Regions from separate parts of the Mus musculus genome. Here region 2 is linked to region 1. The links are chromatin contacts, called in public HiChIP or PLAC-seq maps. All regions are on one chromosome and are shown on one strand. Each heading gives the region's core, a stretch centred on a gene start, on an enhancer-like site or on the middle of the called end of the contact. The rest is flanking DNA. Distances are from core to core; before and after follow the strand shown.

Evidence for each region. HiChIP or PLAC-seq counts read pairs in DNA pulled down with a chosen protein or histone mark.
Region 2: an H3K27ac HiChIP or PLAC-seq map of embryonic stem cells shows a contact between it and region 1, with 42 read pairs. The contact joins the promoter of 1810013L24Rik here to the enhancer-like site in region 1. A contact is called at or near these places in 1 of 39 promoter capture datasets (neutrophils), 1 of 15 datasets of contacts at CTCF or cohesin (the NIH/3T3 cell line), 5 of 484 Hi-C or Micro-C datasets (embryonic stem cells, forebrain, macrophages and 1 more), 14 of 115 datasets of contacts at active chromatin or transcription factors (the 230-238 cell line, the SCID.adh cell line, bone marrow-derived macrophages and 6 more) and 3 of 9 other capture datasets (adipose tissue, liver and pancreatic islet).

Annotation. Positions count from the first base shown.
Region 1 is chr16:8,786,742-8,789,728 of GRCm38.p6, forward strand. No RefSeq gene overlaps it. Among named protein-coding and RNA genes, the nearest start is that of Gm25805, 22 kb to the left of the region's middle. Within about 2 kb of position 1,605, at least 19 of the 459 cell types and tissues checked have an H3K27ac peak or open chromatin away from gene starts, as enhancers often do. A contact at or near this core is called in embryonic stem cells, where this site is marked.
Region 2 is chr16:8,828,693-8,831,679 of GRCm38.p6, forward strand. It overlaps 1810013L24Rik (RIKEN cDNA 1810013L24 gene), which reads left to right and starts at 1,408. Exons shown (of 4, transcript NM_001081400.3): 1 at 1,408-1,993; 2 at 2,629-2,709. The coding sequence starts at 1,768.

The sequences.
Region 1 (2,987 bases), core at 355-2,854:
TGAGCTTCTGGTCTTCCTTTCTCTGCTACCATGAAGTGCTGGGGATTGAACTCAGAGTTCTGCCTGTGCTAGGCAAGTGCTGAACTATATCCCCAGCCCATTTTTCTTACTGATATAGGGCTTCATACATTACAGGTTGGTCTCCGATCTGGGACTACGACTACAGATATGTGCCACTACATCCAGTTATGTGTGTGAGTGTGTATGAGTGTATGTGAGTGTGTATGTGAGCATGAATATATGTGTGAATATGTGAGTGTGAGTATGTGTGTGTGAGTGTGTATGTGTGTGTGTGTGTGAGTGTGTGTGTGAGTGTGTGTGTGTGTATGTGTGAATGAGTGTATGTGTGTGTGTGTGTGTGAGAGTGTGTATGAGTGTGTGTGTGTGTGTGTGTGTGTGTGTGTTACTGGGGATTGAAACCAGTGCCTCACAATTACTAGGAAGGAGCTCTATCCACCACCTCCTCAATTCTTTTTTCTTTTCTTCATGAAAACAGCAAGCTTTTTCCTTTGAAGCAGGATCTCACTAAGTTACCTAGTCTGACCTTGAATTTACTCTCTAGTCTATGCAGTTCTTTTTCTCTGTATAGCCCTGGCTGTCCTGGAACTCACTCTGTAGACCAGGCTGGCCTCGAACTCAGAAATCCGCCTGCCTCTGCCTCCCAAGTGCTGGGATCAAAGGCGTGTGCCACCACTGCCTGGTGTCTACGCAATTCCTGAATTTTCCATCTTCCCACCTCAGTTTACCTAGTAGCTGGGATTACAGGGCTGATCACCATGCCTGCCTTCAAAAATGTTGGAGGTAGAAGCAGGAGGAACAGGAGTCCCAGGTCATCCTTAGTTACAGCACAAGTTTAAAGTCAGCTTGGGGCAAGGCAGTGGTGATGCACACCCTAAACCTCAGGGCCTGGGAGGCAGATCTCTGAGTCTGAGGCTGGCCTGGACCACACAACAAGTTCCAGGACAACCGAGGGTACACAGAGAAACCCTGTCTTCATTTAAAAAAGAAAAGACAAGGGGCTGGAGGAATGGCTCAGTGGTTAAGAGCACTGACTGCTTGTCCAGAGGTCCTGAGTTCAATTCCCAGCAACCATATGGTGGCTTACAACCATCTGTAATGGAATCTGATGCTCTATTCTGGTGTGTCTGAAGATAGCTATAGTGTATTCATACTAAATAAATAAATAAATAAATGACTAAATAAAAAAAATTTTTTAAAAAAAGGAAAAGAAAGAAAAGAAAAAGCTAGCATGGGCTACTCTACATGGGACCCTATATCAAAAAATAATGACCTAGGCTATACATGTCAGACTTAATGAATAGCTTCCTGCCTAGAGGAAAGACTGTGTCAATGAGCAGAGACTGCCCTGTGCATACTGGGGTAGACGCTAAGCATGAGCTGCTCTCAGCCAGCACCAGGGAAACCAGGAATGTTAAACAAGCAGGCTCCCCTCTGGAACAGAAAGGACTTATTTATACCTATTCCCACCTGCAGAGCTGGGAATGGATGTGGTTAATAACCCAGGGATCTTTGCTGTCCGGTAGGGCCAGGGCCTCACCCGAATCCTCAGACAATGTTGTTTATTCCAGATACTTCAGCTTAGACCTCTACCCTGAGTGCCCTTTCTCAGTCAATAGGACACCCCTACCCCCTTCTGAGACAGGGTTTGTTGTCTGTAACCCCGGCTGTTCTGGAACTCACGCTGTAGACCAAGCTAGCTAAACAAAATTTCTCTCTCTCTCTCTCCCTCTCTCTCCCTCTCTCTCTCTCTCTCTCTCTCTCTCTCTCACACACACACACACACACACACACACAAATGTTATTTATAGCAGCTATGGTGGTACATGCCTACAATCCCAGCTTTTGGGAGTCCCTGACAGGAGGATCATTTTAAGTCCAAACCAAGCCTGGGCTTCTTAGTGAAACTCTGTCTAAGAAAGGATGGGGAAAAAATAGGTCAGGGGGTGGTGGTGGCTGGGGCTGGTGGAGAAGGCGGTTCCACCTGTCTCTGCCTCTGTACTTGCAAAAAGAATTGTGATTTAGCCACACCCTAAGGATTATTGTGATAATTGCCACCAGGAAACCTTTTTCCAAAGTTGTACAGTGTATAAATCAACTGCCCAGGGTCAGACTCTAGAAGTTTAAACCAACACAGGCTGCTGAGTCTTGCTGAACCTAACTGCATTGCCTCGTGGGCATCCTTACTCGGCTATCTGTGGCCTTGCAGAGACACCCCACAGGCAGACTTTCCAGGACAGTCACTGTTTGCTAAAAAGCATCCCTGTGGGGTCAGGCTGGACCTTTCCCATCATAGACAGGGCAACTTTGAGAGGACCAATTAACTACATAGGGTTCATTCCGCTGCTTCACTTCTGAAAGGAGAGAAAGGACACCAATGTGGGTGGGGAGGGAGGGAAGAAGCCAGGAGGAGTCGGGGGAGGGGAAACATACAATAAAAATATATTGTCTGAAAGTAAAAACAAAACAAACCACCCACCCTGTACAAACTCTGTGTGTATGTGTGTGTGTGTGTGTGTGTGTGTGTAGGTGGCAGAAGGTAAAGAGATGGCTCAGCAGTCAAGAACATAGGATGCTCTTCCAAAGGACCCAGGTTTGATTTTCAGCACCCATATAATGGCTCACAACTATCTGTAACTCCAGTTTCAGGGGATCTAGCTCTGTCTTCTGACCTCCAAAAGCACTACACATTTGTCAAACACCATACATGCTGGCAAAACACCCATAAAAATGAAATTAAAATAGCAAAGGACACATAAAAGTAAACAAATTTTTAAAAAATCTGTGACTCTACTCCAAAGATAAGTCTGGTATATTTATACTTATTCTAGTCTTCTTTTCTCTCTTTACAATGTAGCATTAGATAGGCTGTATACTTTTTTTCCTGAAGTGGTAGTATATTGTATACAGATGTCAGTGATGGGACTGAGGAGACAGCTGTAGGTAAAGTGTTTGATTTGCAAACATGA
Region 2 (2,987 bases), core at 158-2,657, 42 kb after region 1:
ATAAAACAAAATAAAAAACAAAAACGCATCACAAGGTGTGGTGGCAAAGGCTTTTAATCCCAGCGCCCAGGAGGTAGAGGCAGGAGGATCTCTATGATTTCAAGGCAATCCCAAAACTACCAAAAAAAAAAAAAAAAAAAGTTGTTTCAAGAAACAAAACAGGCCGGGCGTGGTGGCGCACCGGAGGCAGAGGCAGGCGGATTTCTGAGTTCAAGGCCAGCCTGGTCTATCTACAAAGTGAGTTCCAGGACAGCCAGGGCTATACAGAGAAACCCTGTCTCGAAATACCAAAAAAGAAAAAAAAAAAAAAAAAAAAAAGAAGGAAACAAAACAAAGAGCACCAGCACACCTGGCTTTGAGCCTAGTCCTAAGGAAAATGGAATATGAACTTTCAGAGAGTCCAGAGATTAGGCTCTGGGAACCAGACAGATCAGGGAGAAGTCCGGAGAAGCCAGAGCAGGCAGGATCAGATCCTGCAGGACTTCCATCCAGTACAGATGGCATACATAAGCTGTCAGCTCAGAGGCTGAGAGGTCCCGTCATTGTGCTGCCCTCTTGTTCCCAGGCTTCCAGACCTCTTTCCTGGCACTGATCACTCTGAGTGAGCAGTGCAGGGGCCCGGGTGCCAGCAATTGCACATGGGGGGCGGGGGCGGGACGCGGCGGTCGCACGTGTCCCGGGAGCGTGCATGGGACAGGTGCCGGGCCGCTACTAGCGCTGGGCGCACTGTCCGCCAGGCGGCCCTGGTGTCCAGCTCCCTCCGGTCCCCTTCTCCGGGAAATCTCGGTGAGCGTCCCCAGGTCGCTCACACCTCCGGAGAATTTTCCTTTGGATTCACACGCTTTACTTGCCCCACTAAGGTTGGGAATTCTGGCATTAAAAAAACATAGAAAGGGCGCTGCAAACAGAGGTAGACTGCACTTCTCAGGAACTCGAGGAGTCAGCACATAAACACTGCGTGACCATGCACTTGCAAGCCCGGGAAAGGCCCCCGCGGGGTGCGGTCACCCGGCGGAGTCACGTGACTCTCAGACGGGGTGCGGGAGCGAAGCGAGCACCGCGCAAGCGCAATCCCTTGGCTCCAGTGTACAGATATTTCTTCTTCTGCTTTGGTTGGTCGCACGCAAACACTGTCAACTCCTCCCTGCTCTACAGTCTTCAAGTTCCCTGACATTTACTCCTTCCCCCAGCCCCCCGCCCATTGATGACATCAGTTCGACAGGCGGGTAAGCCAATCAGAACGCTGCGTTCAGGGGCCAGCACGCGGAACCCGTTGCGGCGGGCCAATGGGGAAGGTCGACGGTGGGCGCGCCCCAACCGCCTCCTGCCGGGGAAGCGCCGCTGGCCAAGTGGGCGGCGCTTTCCAGTCAGCATGTGGGCGGGGGAGGGCGGGGCCCGGTCGCCGCAGAGGCGTCGACGCCGCCGCCGTAGACGACGTTCCTCAGTCTTCGAGGTGGGCTCGGCGGCGCAGGCCGGACAGGGAACGCCGGTTGGAGAGCGGCGGCGGTCGGACCGAGGCCGCGGGGCCGTGGGTGGGCGGTAAAGGGGTGCGGGCGAGGCTAGGGCAGGGTGCGGCACCTCGGAGCGGGGTTGGTGGGCAGAGGACTCGGGCTGTGCGGGGTGGGTGCCGGCTCCGCGGGCTTGCACAGAGGCCTGGGCCGGCCGCCGGGCCCCTCGTTCCCGGGCCTGTCGACGACGACGTTCCCGCGGGGACCGCGCTTAAGGAGGACGCGGCGGCGGCGGCCAGGCCGCGGGAGGCCGCGGAGGATGGAGGAGCGGAAGGAGGAGGGCGAGGCGGAGATCCAGGAGCACGGGCCGGAGCATTGGTTCTCCAAGTGGGAGCGGCAGTGCCTGGCCGAGGCCGAGCAGGACGAGCAGTTGTCTCCCGAGCTGCAGGAGGAGGCGGCGGCCGCCGCGCAGCCCGAGCACAAGCAACAGAAGCTGTGGCATCTCTTCCAGAACTCGGCCACGGCCGTGGCTCAGCTCTACAAAGGTGAGGCCGCGCCGCCATCTTGGCGCCGCCCCGGCCTGCGGAGCTGCTCTTCCCCCCGGTTCCCGGCTCGGTCCCCGGGACCTGGCGGCTCCTCGCACCCTGCGGGGATAGCCGGACGACTGGGAGGGGAGGGCCGTGCCGCGGACCCCTGGCCATCTGACCCGCAGGACGGCGACGGAGGAGCTACCCTGGGAGGGGGAAAACTACGATGAAGGATGGGGAGACCCCCGATTTAGAGTACCTCCCGAGGGTCCCCACGTACCGGTCCGGGTGTCCCCGGTCGGATCGTGGGGGTAGGGGAGGAGTCCCTGTCACAAAATGGCGAAGGAGGCGGTGGGGCGGCCCTATTGTGCCCCGAGCCGGCCTCGGGGCGGAGACTGCTAGGGGCGCTTCCCTGAGCCTGCCGGGCGGCGTTCGCCACTCGGGTTGCGCTGTTGTCAGGTTCCCCTTCCTCGACCCAGTAACTCCGGTCTCACGCTCCCTTTGGGATCCCCAAATCCTGAACAAAATGGCGAAACCTAATATGGCCGTTCCGGAGTGAGTGACGCCCAAATAACATTCTCTTCTTTCTCTATGTCCTTGTGTGTGTCTTTTTCCCCCCCCTATTGTTTTTTTTCCCCCCTTTTTGTTTCCAGACCGAGTGTGTCAGCAGCCAGGACTTTCTCTCTGGGTCCCCTTCCAAAACGCAGCCACCGCCGTCACCAACCTCTATAAAGGTAAAGATAACCTTGCTGTCTTGCCAGGGTAGGCGGGGAGGGAGGAAGGGCAGGCCACGTTCCGGTTGACAGCCGATGTTCTGAGTGTGTTTTCTCCTCTCAAGTTCAGCTTCTGCTAACCTTGAATGCCTTGCAACTTGAGAATATCTGTGGTGTTCTAGCTAGATATCCAGAGGCAATTTTTGACACGCCTCCTATTCCTCCCTCGGGGACGTATGACAGTGCCTACGGGACACTTGGTTGTCAATCTTGAGAGGGGGCTGCTGGTTACTCTACAG